Linked DNA regions of Sus scrofa: region 1 is linked to region 2. A link is a contact called in public Hi-C data. All regions are on one chromosome and are shown on one strand. Each heading gives the region's core, a stretch centred on a gene start, on an enhancer-like site or on the middle of the called end of the contact. The rest is flanking DNA. Distances are from core to core; before and after follow the strand shown.

What was found. Hi-C and Micro-C count contacts between places; a contact is called where the count stands out from the background.
Region 1: a contact with region 2 is called in a Hi-C map of liver, with 3 times the contacts expected there. The contact joins two enhancer-like sites. A contact is called at or near these places in 3 of 47 Hi-C or Micro-C datasets (embryonic fibroblasts, epiblast stem cells and liver).

What each region holds. Positions count from the first base shown.
Region 1 is chr10:60,049,042-60,055,288 of Sscrofa11.1, reverse strand. The region is part of intron 2 of PROSER2 (proline and serine-rich protein 2); the gene reads left to right. Among named protein-coding and RNA genes, the nearest start is that of PROSER2, 25 kb to the left of the region's middle. Within about 2 kb of position 2,473, at least 5 of the 83 cell types and tissues checked have an H3K27ac peak or open chromatin away from gene starts, as enhancers often do. A contact at or near this core is called in liver, where this site is marked.
Region 2 is chr10:59,982,399-59,988,187 of Sscrofa11.1, reverse strand. UPF2 (regulator of nonsense transcripts 2) reads right to left here. Exons shown (of 24, transcript XM_021064994.1): 22 at 2,817-2,958; 23 at 1,222-1,342. Among named protein-coding and RNA genes, the nearest start is that of PROSER2, 92 kb to the left of the region's middle. Within about 2 kb of position 1,632, at least 12 of the 83 cell types and tissues checked have an H3K27ac peak or open chromatin away from gene starts, as enhancers often do. A contact at or near this core is called in liver, where this site is marked.

The DNA.
Region 1 (6,247 bases), core at 1,224-3,723, 66 kb before region 2:
CCTGGGAAAAGTTACTTAATCGCCGTCTTCCTTAGTTATACAAGGGGGGTGAGTGGGATGATGGTTCTCCCTCAAGGGTTACTGTAAAGAGGAACGCCCAGCATCTAATCAGCGCTTACTCATTGCTGGCACCAGCTTCCCTTTTTCAGTGCCCCGTTGGCCTCAGGCTGAGCATAATGCCACTTCATCCTGCCTCCATCCTCTCATTTAGGTCCAGGCCTTTTATTTACTTATTTTGCCTTTTTGTCTTTTTAGGGCTGCGCCTGCAGCATATGGAGGTTCCCAGGCTAGGGGTCTAATCGGAGCTGTAGCTGCCAGCCTACACCACAGCCACAGCAACGCGGGATGGAGGCCACAGCTGCAACCTTCACCACAGCTCACGGCAACGCTGGATCCTTAACCCACTGAGCAAGGCCAAGGATCGAACCCAAGTCTTCATGGATGCTAGTCGGGTTTGTGAACCGCTGAGCTACGGCGGGAACTCCAGGTCCATGCCGTTTAGATTCAGCTCTTAGCAGCAGCCTTCTGAATTGCTTTCTTTGACCAGTAAAGATGAGAAGAAGGTACCTCTTCCTCCCCGCAGTGTTCTGCCCATCTTACTGTGGGGCATCACTTTGAATTTAAATGAAAGACTCTCTGCCCTCTCTAGTTCTTTCCTATCCAGTAAAAATCTTACGGTAGCACTATGATGGATTCGATTTCATCTGTATTTTCATGGCTGTCTGTAATACAGCATAGTCACGCAAAGGGCATTAGAAATTCTACGTTCACGAAGTGTATCATTCAGCTGTACTCCTGTGAGGGGGTTGGGTCGTCCCACTCACTTGTCCATCTCGCACGTCTGATGGAGGACGTGTCCTAGTCCTGTTCCAGTACCTTCTACCTGGACCTGTGGACTCTTTTCAAGTGTTCTCCTTTATGGAAAAATCATTGAGCCAACTTTAGTTGTCGTCTGTTTTCGTTTCACAGTCGTGTACCGTGCTTAGACCTGACACATGGAAAACTTGGCATTTGGTTTTAAATGGCAACTAACGTTTTCTAAACAACTGCAAGATACTTGACCTTTTTTTTTTTTTTCTTTCTTCTGTTTGTTGTTGTTGTTTTGTTTTCTTTGTTATGGCTGCACCCAGGGCATTTGAAAATTCCCCAGGCCAGAGGCTGAATCTAAGCTGCACTTGCAACCTACACTGCAGCTGTGGCAACACCAGATCCTTTAAGCCACTGCACTGGGCTGGGGATCACACCCACATCTCCACAGTGACCCAAGCCGCTGCAGTTGGATTTTTTTTTTTTTTTTTTTTTTTTTTGTCTTTTGTCTTTTGTCTTTTTGTCTGTTGTTGTTGTTGTTGCTGTTGTTGCTATTTCTTGGGCCGCTCCCGCGGCATATGGAAGTTCCCAGGCTAGGGGTTGAATCGGAGCTGTAGCCACCGGCCTACGCCAGAGCCACAGCAACGCGGGATCCAAGCCGCGTCTGCGACCTACACCACAGCTCACGGCAACGCCGGATCGTTAACCCACTGAGCAAGGGCAGGGACCGAACCCGCAACCTCATGGTTCCTAGTCGGATTCGTTAACCACTGCGCCACGACGGGAACTCCCTGCAGTTGGATTTTTAACTCACTGCGCCACGGTGGGAACTCCTCACTTGACTGTTACAAAACATCGTGTTAACAGCTGGGCCCTTTGAGTGAGTGACCTGTCTATACACCATTACAGAATCTGTAAACTTTTTACAAGTCCGATGCCCTCAGACTCTCCTTTCTGGAAGTCTCAACTTGAAGAGTGTCTATATAGGTTTTTATTCTAAACCCTCAGTGTTTTTTTGTTTGTTTGTTTTCGTTCTGTTTTTTGTTTTTTTGCTTTTTAGGGCCGCACTCGCAGCATATGGAAGTCCCCAGGCTAGGGGTCCAGTCGGAGCCACAGCCACCAGCCTACACCACAGCCACAGCAACGTGGGATCCGAGCCACATCTGCGACCTACACCACAGCTCATGGCAACGCTGGATCCTTAACCCACTGAGCGAGGTCAGGGATCCAACCCGCATCCTCATGGTTCCTAGTCAGGTTTGTTAACCACTGAGGGAACCACGAAGGGAACGCCTAACCCCTCAGTCTTTTTATGACTTGCCTCTTTAGAATCAGAATCAACCAAAGTAATTTCTCCACTCCCTGTTTTTCAGTCCCTGACCTCATAAACAATTTGTCAGTAACAGTGTTTTTAGGTCCCCAGATTGTATGGGGTTAAATGCACCCCTTGGGGGGCTCTCTAAATAAAAGATAGTGCACTGTGTATTTCTTTTAAGTAAAGGCTATTTTTGAAAGAAGATAAAACATTAATGCCTGATGTTAAAAGAGAGAATTGTAAAGTTTCTAAACACCAGTTGAAGTGCTGCCTGGGATAACAGATCTTTGCTCTTTACGAACTTCTGAGCCAGTACAAGTTAAAAATTAAAATAGCTGATGAAGTAGGATTGCTGTGGCTATCCATGTGGCCGCCTTCATGCCCCGGCTCTTGCAGAGGGCGGGAGGGGTGTGTGAGCTCCTTATCACTCAGGAGGCTGCCTCGGTTTGTGTATGTACATCATCTATCTTGCAAGGAATTCCTCCTCTGAACATTTTCTAGCGAAAGTGATAGCTAGGATAAAACAAACTGGCCAAATCCTTGTATACTTGACTAAGTATACAAAATTTGAAATGTAAGGACAGCTTCCGTGCAGTACAAAGTTGGCAGTGCAGTTCTAGAACTCTCGAGAGGTGGTGGGGATTCAAAATCCATGGTTCAGGAAGGATTCAGAGACAGTCATAAATGATACCTCTTCATGGCGACAAAGGAAGCTTTGGGCCTAGGGTGACGTATTCTTAACCCCTTAATAGTATCGATATTATTAAGGGGCACACCGCCGGCGCCAGGGCTGCCTCGTGCCAGGATTCTAGGTTTTTATTCCGAATGTGGTCTTGCATCTGCTCTGCCCGCGGGCACCCTGGATCTTCCCGCTGCCAAGTCCTATGGAATGTCATGATTGCATACACTTTTTTAAGGGCATTCTGGAAACATCTCCAGTCCCCAGGCCTGCTTCCTAGTCCCTCTGACTTCTAACTCAGGCAAAAACAGTGATCCAGATCCACTGATGAGTTTTTGGAGGTTTGCTCTTCAGTGAGCCGTCTTGAAACCCTCCCGTCTCCCTCCGCGGACAGTGTTGCGGCCCCAAAGCCATGCGGTGAGTGAGCCTATGACCGGAGAGCGGCGCCCGATCTCGCTTCCTTCTGCGGTCGTTTGCCCCCGCCCCGTCGGTCGTGGAAGAGGAAGATCATAGGAGGGTAAAGCGCAGGGGTGGGGTGGGGTGGGGGTGCGAAGCCATCCATGTGGCGGGCGCAGCGCGACCTCTAAGTGGTACAGTGTGAATCTGAAGGTTTCAAGGAAAGGCTGCAAGGCAGAGGCGTGGAAAGGAGAAGCTGAGCCATCAGTAGAAACCCCATCGTCCTTTCAGCTCTGGCTCCTTCCCCAGATGGACCCCAGGACTTCCCGGTCAGAGCAGCTCTTTTAAGGCAAAGCCGAATAGCCTTGGTGAAAGTTCAGTTCAGTAAATGCCCGCTACACACACAATCGCAGCAACGACGGAATAAAAAGCCGTGTAAATCTTTTCGGGGCCTCACAGCCCAGGGACATGACAGCCACGTGGAGCCCCAGACTGGGGGGACCCCAGTTTAGGAGGGGTCTCACACATGATGCCACGTACTTAAGGCATTTCCACCCCAGTGGGAATCGCTTTATCGAAGGGCCAGTTCTGAGAAGCTGAGGGCCGCTAGGGAGCCCAGGCATAACCCTTGAAAGCCCTGAGTCTCTCCATCTGTAATCAAAACTCTGCCTACCTCATTCTGCACTGGCTTCCTTGTGTCTCCTTCCGGCCAGAAGTACGGGTTTAAGTAAACCACAGTGGAAAATTACAACAGGGACTAGTTAGAAATGACCATAATTAAACCCTTACTCCAAAACCGTGGGAAACCCCACTGGCACTTATGGTCCCTCGTCCGGGGTCGCCAAAGGAAGCGTGGCATTCAGTGGTGTTCAGAGCCAGGTGGGAAGTGCAGGAGCAGCCAGCCCTGTTTTCTTCTTACTGCTGCGTTGTGTTTCAACTCGGGGGAGGGGGAGGGGTCTCTCATCAACTTGGTTGGTTGGTTGGTTAGTTTGGCCTCCCTGTGGCATATGGAAGTTCCCAGGCTAGGGGTGGAATCGGAACTGCAGCTGCCACCTACACCACAGCCACAGCCACAGCCACTCCAGATCTGAGATGCATCTTTGATCTACTCTGCAGCTTGTAGCAACACCAGATCCTTAACCTCCTGAGTGAGGCCAGGGATTGAACACGCACCCTCAGGTTCTTAACCACAGCGGGAACTCCTCAACTGGGGTTTTAAAGTAATGAAATCTTGGAGTTCCCGTCGTGGCTCAGTGGTTAACGAACCTGACTAGGAACTGTGAGGTTGCGGGTTCAATCCCTGGCCTCATTCAGTGGGTTCAGGATCTGATGTTGCCATGAGCTGTAGTGTAGGTTGCAGATGCGGCTCAGATCTGGTGTTGCTGTGCCTGTGGCTGTGGTATAGGCTTGGTGGCTACAGCTCTGATTAGACTCCTAGCCTGGGAACCTCCATATGCTGCGGGTGTGGCCCTAGAAAATGCAAAAAAGACACCCCCCCCAAAAAAAAGTTTGTCCTCCAGCACAGGAGCGTGTTCCTCTCGGAGTGCCACACTTTGGCTGTCATCTTTGTGTGGGAAAGGTTCGGCCAAACCGAGACAGGGGCTGTCCTCGTGGGAGACTGGTACAGGGTGCCATACAATTACAGCAGCAGACCCGGCCTTTTGAATTTCCTGAATACATTAGCAATTATTTCTTCACAGCCGTAATGTACAGATTAGGGTAGAAGCATATGAACTTCCACATTCTGGAAGCAAAACCGTGTTTCCCTGGGAGGCTTGCAGACATCACCTGAAGTCAGCATGCTGGGTGGGGTGGCCCAGGTGGGGAACGATTTTCTGGACAGTTCTTTCTACATCTGGAGATCCATAGCCTGAAAGAGGAGCCTTTGACTCCACAGCCCAAATTGGCGCATTAAAAGCTCCACTGAGGAGTTCCCATCATGGTTCAGTGGTTAACGAATCCGACTAGCAACCACGAAGTTTCGGGTTCGATCCCTGGCCTCGCTCAGTGGAGCTGGGGCTGTGGTGTAGGCCGGCGGCTACAGCCCCGATTGGACCCCTAGCCTGGGAACCTCTATATGCCGCAGGTGCGGCCCTAGAAAAGGCAAAAACAAAAACAAAAAACCCTCAACTGAAAGAAAGGGATTTTTTTTTTTTTTTTAATTTCTGCTGTCGCTTGTTCCCTTCTAAATAATAGATACAAACTTAAGTTCTCCCGTTCACCTCTTCTCAAGAAAGCTGCTGTGTTTTTTGTCTCCGTTTCCTACCTGCCTGGTTCTTTGGGAACTGAGTTGGAAGATCTCCTGTCCAATACCACCAGAGGTCAAGCAGGGGCCACCACGGCCAGAGGGCCGGCTTTCTTCCTGCCTCACATGGGCCACCAGGCCACTGCCTTGCTTTCTTTTCTTAAATATAACAGCTCTGCTGGGATATAATTCACAAACCATGCGGTCACCCATTATTACAGCATGCCGTTCAGCGGTTTCTAGGAGATGGACAGAGGCAGACAGCCATCATCATAAGCAAACTTAGAACATCTTCGTCACCCCAAAAGAAACCCCGTGCCCGTGGGCAGTCACCCCCCCACTTCCCTCCAGTTGCCCCGGGCCCTGGGCAACCACTCATCCGCTTCCTGGCTCCATAGCGGCCCGTGCTCGCCGCCCTGCCTTCCCCGCTCTGCCCCTTCCCCACGTCTTCCTCTTTAAGCTCCGGCCTGAGGGGCAGTGTCAGCATCTCTTGGGGACAGAGGCGTGGACAGGACTTCTCTCGGACAAGGCCTATGCGCCCCTTTTCTGGCCCTGAACCCCACAGTCCCCGGCCCCTGGCACAGGGCTTTCTCTGTGTCTGCCATCTTTCGTCTCTGGCACATGCCAAGTCCAGGGTCATTTGGAGGGCACTTCTTATTGGGGGAATTAGGCAACTGAGTCCCCAGTGTTTGGGGCCCGCCCCCTTAGGTCAAGGCTCAAGGGCAGACTGATCGCAAACAAGTCACCCAGCCCATCCTCCAGCTTCTAACCCGGGAGACAGAAACCCCGGACAGGTGAGGATGCA
Region 2 (5,789 bases), core at 383-2,882:
TCTAAGAAAAGGTAAAAGGAGGAAACTAAAATTTCCAAAAAGGCCTCTTTCTTAACCTGGCTGGCTTCTACATCTTAACTGCAAATAAAAGATATTGTTAATGGACTTTAATGAAGGTAGAGTAATTTAAAATAACCTAATATCTTATGTCTAAATAAAAAGGTTTGTACATCATTTCTTAGATTTCTAAAAAAATCACACTCAAAAGAGACATTAAAAAACAGATCCCTAAACTGTCAGTGGCAAATCAATTTCCTAAACTGCAATCTGATTAGAGCTGTTTTAGCACATAGTTAAAAAAAAAAAAAACCTTATCGGGAAGCACACAAACATATTTACTGAGTGAGAGACACAAAGGCTCTACCCTCTGCATTTCCCCCAAAGCTACTACTCTCAACAGGGACCACTTCTGCTGCCCTGGCACCTGTCTTCTACACCTGCTTGCCTGTCTCCAACAACAAGAGGACATCTGAGGCGGTGAGCAGCTTCAGTCTCAACACTAATGCCCCCAGGGAGGCCCATAAGAGCAGCAAAGCCCATGTCACTTTTGATAATAACCCAAACACGAGACAGAAAACAGAGTTGATGGGTACGAGTCTTTAGACCAGATCCCAGGAAAACTTTGAACAATTTTATTCCTTAAAAAAAGATGAGTGAGGTCTTATTAGAGGATACCTTCTATATGAAATTCCTTACATTTTTAATTATCTCACATTAAGCAACTCAGGTTTAAGAAGAATAGCCATGGATCCCAGCAAACATTTTATAATTTCAAAGCAAACAAAACAAACTCAACCTGTAGGCTTCAAAGTCTAGCAAACAGGTTTTGAGTTTTCGTAAACATCAGGCTTATTTAACAGTGGCTTGAGAGATTCTAATGAAAAGTCTATGACTTCTCTCACACTAATCTATGACTAGTCTTCTCTATAAATGCAAAAGAGAAAATTTTAAAGCTGTAGTAGTCCAATCGGAGAAAGCAAAAGCTGAGAGTGGTGTGGCTGAAATCAAGATTTAAAAACCAAAAAAACCCCCCAAAACTCCACAAAACTTTAACAATTCTATAAATAGGCTTTCTTTCCTCAAATATCTACAACTCAAAGATTTTTCTCTTCTGCTAATAATTAGGCCTTTATCCTTAAAATAATCCGAACTATCTAACTTGTTCACGTGGACACCATGAAAAACGAAGAGCTGAGGCAGAGATAAGAGAGACCATCCTACCTCCCACCAGTCTTAAAGATTAGATCCGCGTTAGGCGCTCCCTTTGGATGTTGGTAACGAGGCCGCCGCTCCCGATTGGTGTTTGCTGGAGCCGGGCGCTGTGCAAGAGACTGCAGCATCTCTGGATCAGGAGCAAAACAGAAAAGGCGTTTAGTGTTGGTACATACTCCCACCCCCGACAAGAAGCACACAAAACCCTAGGGAGATGAGGTTTAGTAGTTCTGTCTAGTAGGTGACCGAAGAAAAGTAAGTATTACACAGACTAAAATGCTTAAGAAGTACCCGAAGAGTAAGATATGCTCTTGAATGTCATTTAATGTCCAATGTTGCCCTTCCAGTTACCGTGGCCACTACCTAAGAGTCCATCGAGTGAGGCAGTGAAGCAGTGTAAGAAGCAGTCCAGCACAACAGCTATGAGCATGCTATTTGGAGTAAGACAATGTTGGCTCAAATCCCAGCTCTGCCACTGATTAGCTAGGGGAGGTTCGGTTCAGTTTCCCCAAATGCAAAACGGGAGTAATAATAAGCACTTATCTCATGGAACTGTTGAGGATTAGATGCTGTGACTAAGTACAGAAACATCCAGCTATAGTAAGCACTTACAGTGAGAAGCAGCTACTGTTATTTATTATTAAGAACAGTGGTTTATCAACTGGAAGGGAAGATTCCAGAAGTGGGATTTAAAGATTAAAAAAACAAATATTTATTTACACAACAAGCTCTTGCACAAACAGTAGTCTGACTATACAGCACTGTAGAAATAATCACACTACGGCTCTAAAATCTGGATTCCGGAGGAATAACAAAAGGCTGGCTTAAAAGGTGTCCAGGGACTCTACAGTCCAAGTTCCGGTTAATCCAAGTGGGCTGGGTATGTCTACATAAAACTGGAATCTTAACTTGATGCCCTCAAAACTGAAGCAACATGGGGTCTATGCCATCAGGATTCTCAAGCACACAAAATGAGATGATTCTTGTTGAATAACAATTTGCTCACAATTGACTGGCAACATGAGGCAATTAAAACTCGATACTACCTCACCTGCAAACATAGCTCTAACAGTATAGAATCTAATGGAACCATGGAGGAAATAAAATACAACAAAAATTAATTAGTGTTATTTTACAAATAAGTGAGAGAAAAATGAAGACAGAATGGAATATAAAAAACAATTTCTCGGAGTTCCCGTCGTGGTGCAGTGGTTAACGAATCCGACTAGGAACCATGAGGTTGCGGGTTCGGTCCCCCCCCTTGCTCAGTGGGTTAACGATCCGGTGTTGCCGTGAGCTGTGGTGTAGGTTGCAGACGCGGCTTGGATCCTGCGTTGCTGTGCCTCTGGTGTAGGCCGGTGGCTGCAGCTCCGATTCAACCCCTAGCCTGGGAACCTCCATATGCCGCGGGAGTGGCCCAAGAAATAGCAACAACAACAACAACAAAAAGACAAAACAAAAAGACAAAAAAAAAAAAAAAAAAACAACAAAAAAACACAATTTCTCAAGCTAAATATACACAAACATGACATGAAAAGGCAGAGAATAACAAAAACCAAACAGCATCACAATTTTCCACTTCTGTCCTGGAAACGATTTGATACCTTGATAATCTTCTTGTTCTTGCCGTTCATTGATATCTAGTGTGAGTTTTTTCATTCTCATCCTCTCTTCTTGTTCTGCCTGTTGTTGGTTCCAATGATTTGCAGCAAGTTGGGAAGACATGGGTACATTAAGGATTTTAAACTGAGAAAAAAATAAAGAAATCACAAATGGCTTGAGAAAATCAAGAGAAAAAAAAGATTTCAAATAAATCAGTATGCAGAATTAAAGAGTTCTGAAAAATAACAATCTTTCCTTTCCTAGTGAGTCAGTAAAGATCGTAGCACTGAAGACCATAAATGGACAACGGTGCTACTCTGCTAGAGACAAACCATGAGGGATGGCTGGGAAGCGGAAAGCCACCAAATGCAACCTCCACGAACAGCAGATGCTCCTCCTTCCTGCACCCTGATGAGAAGTACACATCTAAGCAACAGGGGATCGTTGTCCTTTGTGCAGACACAGCACATACATGCGGCTGTTGTCAGAAAGGGTTTTATACAGCAAGCTGTAATCTGCAGCCTTATCACGTCTACCCTCTGGAACCAGTTCTGCCCTCCTAAACCATATAGAACAAGTCTAGCTCACCTTCCCAATGAACAGACCTGCATATTTCTGAAGACAGCTGTAATGCTGGCAAAGAGAAAGAGATCTATTTCTGCTACAGGGAAGTGTTCTTACCTACGGAATGTTGTTGTGAGCAGGATATGCAAGGTCAATAAACCTAGATGGGATCTATGAACTTACGGACCGTGGCTCCCTGGAAACTGTGAGGTAAGCCACAGAACCACCTGGGTATAAAAGGGAGACATTTCATGACCTAAATTGTCCCTGCTATGTATAACCTGCACATCTCACTTCGGAGACCTCCTCCAATACCCTGGACCAAAAGGCACATCAATTGTGGAACAGAAGGCCTTGAGGAGCAGTGCTCAGGATCTAGGAAGCTTGAATGCTGTATCTTTGAAATTACTAGTAAAGCTTAACACTGCAAAAGATCTCTGATATGCCTAATTTTGAATAATCTGATTCTCTGTATTGTCTTAGGTGTCCTCTCGCGCATTCTTTTTACAATGTACTTTAGTTATTAGTCAATATTCCTCTTAAAGTATAATACTCAGAATACTAAATGACCAGGCCAGATACACCATGGTGATAAATATTAAGTGGGGGTGCTAAACTACTTCCAAAACCAATTAACTCATTTCATATTTATCACAGAGGATCATTAAATATGGTGCATACAAAAATAAAAATACACAAGTTCCCATCGTGGCTTAGCAGAAACGAATCTGACAAGCATCCATGAGGACACAGGTTTGATCCCTGGCCTTGCTCCATGGGTTAAGGATCCAGCGTTGCTGTGAGCTCTGGTGTAGGTCACAGAAGTGGCTTGGATCAGGTGTTGGCTGTGGTGTAGGCCAGCGGCTACAGCTCTGATTTGCCCCCTAGCCTGGGAACCTCCATATGTTGTGGGTGCAGCCCTAAAAAGACAAAAATACGTAAATAAATAAAAAATAAAAATAAAAATATATTCAAGGCAGCCCGTTTAGCTCCCAGTCTAGCAGACCTCCCTCCTCTCCGCAGTGAACTTAGTTTGACAGGACCTGCTCTTCATGTCTTATACCCCCGCGCTCCTTACAACTATCACCTTTTATTTTATGAGCACAAACCCACCACTTAAAAACTGTAACATTAGTCAGGTATATCTGATATAGAGACTGCACATATTTACACACACAATTTGATGAGTTATGATACAGACATACACTCAACAAAACCTCACCTCCAACGAGATAATAAGTATATCCACCACAACCACCCTTCCAACCCAGCTCTTCCTCTCCCCATGCCCAGGCAACCACTGACATGCTTTCTGCCTCTACTGCCTAGTTGGCACTTAACTACAATTTTATATAAAATGCGTCACATATAAAACATATTCTATTTGTCTAAATTCTTTTCCTTAGCATAGTGATTGAGATGCATCCATGTCATAGGAACCGACAGTTTCTTTTTACGGCACAGTATTTTTCCCTTGGATGAACACACCAGTTTGTTTACCCATTCACCTGTTGACAGCATTTAGGGTGTTTCCAGTTTGGAGTTACTATAAATACAGTCATACATTCGTGTACAAAGGCTTATGTGGATGTATGTTTTCATTCCCCTTAAATGAACCATGTTAAGCATGGAAAAGCTGGGAATATCTGGCATGTTTTACTGGTTAAGAAACTTTCATTTTCCAAAGTGGTTGCACCTTTCTGCATTCCTCTAGCAGTGTATGAGAATTCCAGTTCCCTTACAACCTTGCCAACACCTGATTTGGTCAAGTCTTTTTAATTTTAGCCAGTCTAGTGAGTATATAGCGGTATTTTCGTTTTGGTTTTCATTTTCATTTTCCTAATAACTAAAATCATCTGTCTTAAAGCTCAATTTAGAATTATGCTAAAAACTGATATCAAGTTTACTGGAATGTAGAGTTTTCAGAATGTACTTTTTCCTTGATCTTGAAAAAGGAAAGACTTGCCCCCTATGAATCTTTTGACTTCTGTCCCGTTCTGTAGGACTTTTCTGAGCTTAATGACAACTGCTCTACAATTACAGATAATACTCCTTTCAGCCCCTGAGGATATAATATGCTTATGACCTGAAGACTCAGACTCATTTAAAGATGATGAATCATCTCTTTAATACTATCTAACTTTACCCAAATTTTAATTTACCCTTTCAGGCTGAAATCTTTGCTTTTTTCTTTCTTTTTTTTTTTTTTTTGTCTTTTTAGGGCTGCACCCTCAGCACATGGAGATTCCTGGGCCAGGGGTTAAATCAGAGTTGTAGCCACAGGCCTACACCATAGCCACAACAATGCTGGATCTGAGCTGTGTCTGGAACCTACACCACAGCTCATGGCAACGCCAGATCCTTAACCCACTGACCAAGGCCAGGGATTGAACCTGCATCCGCATGGATGC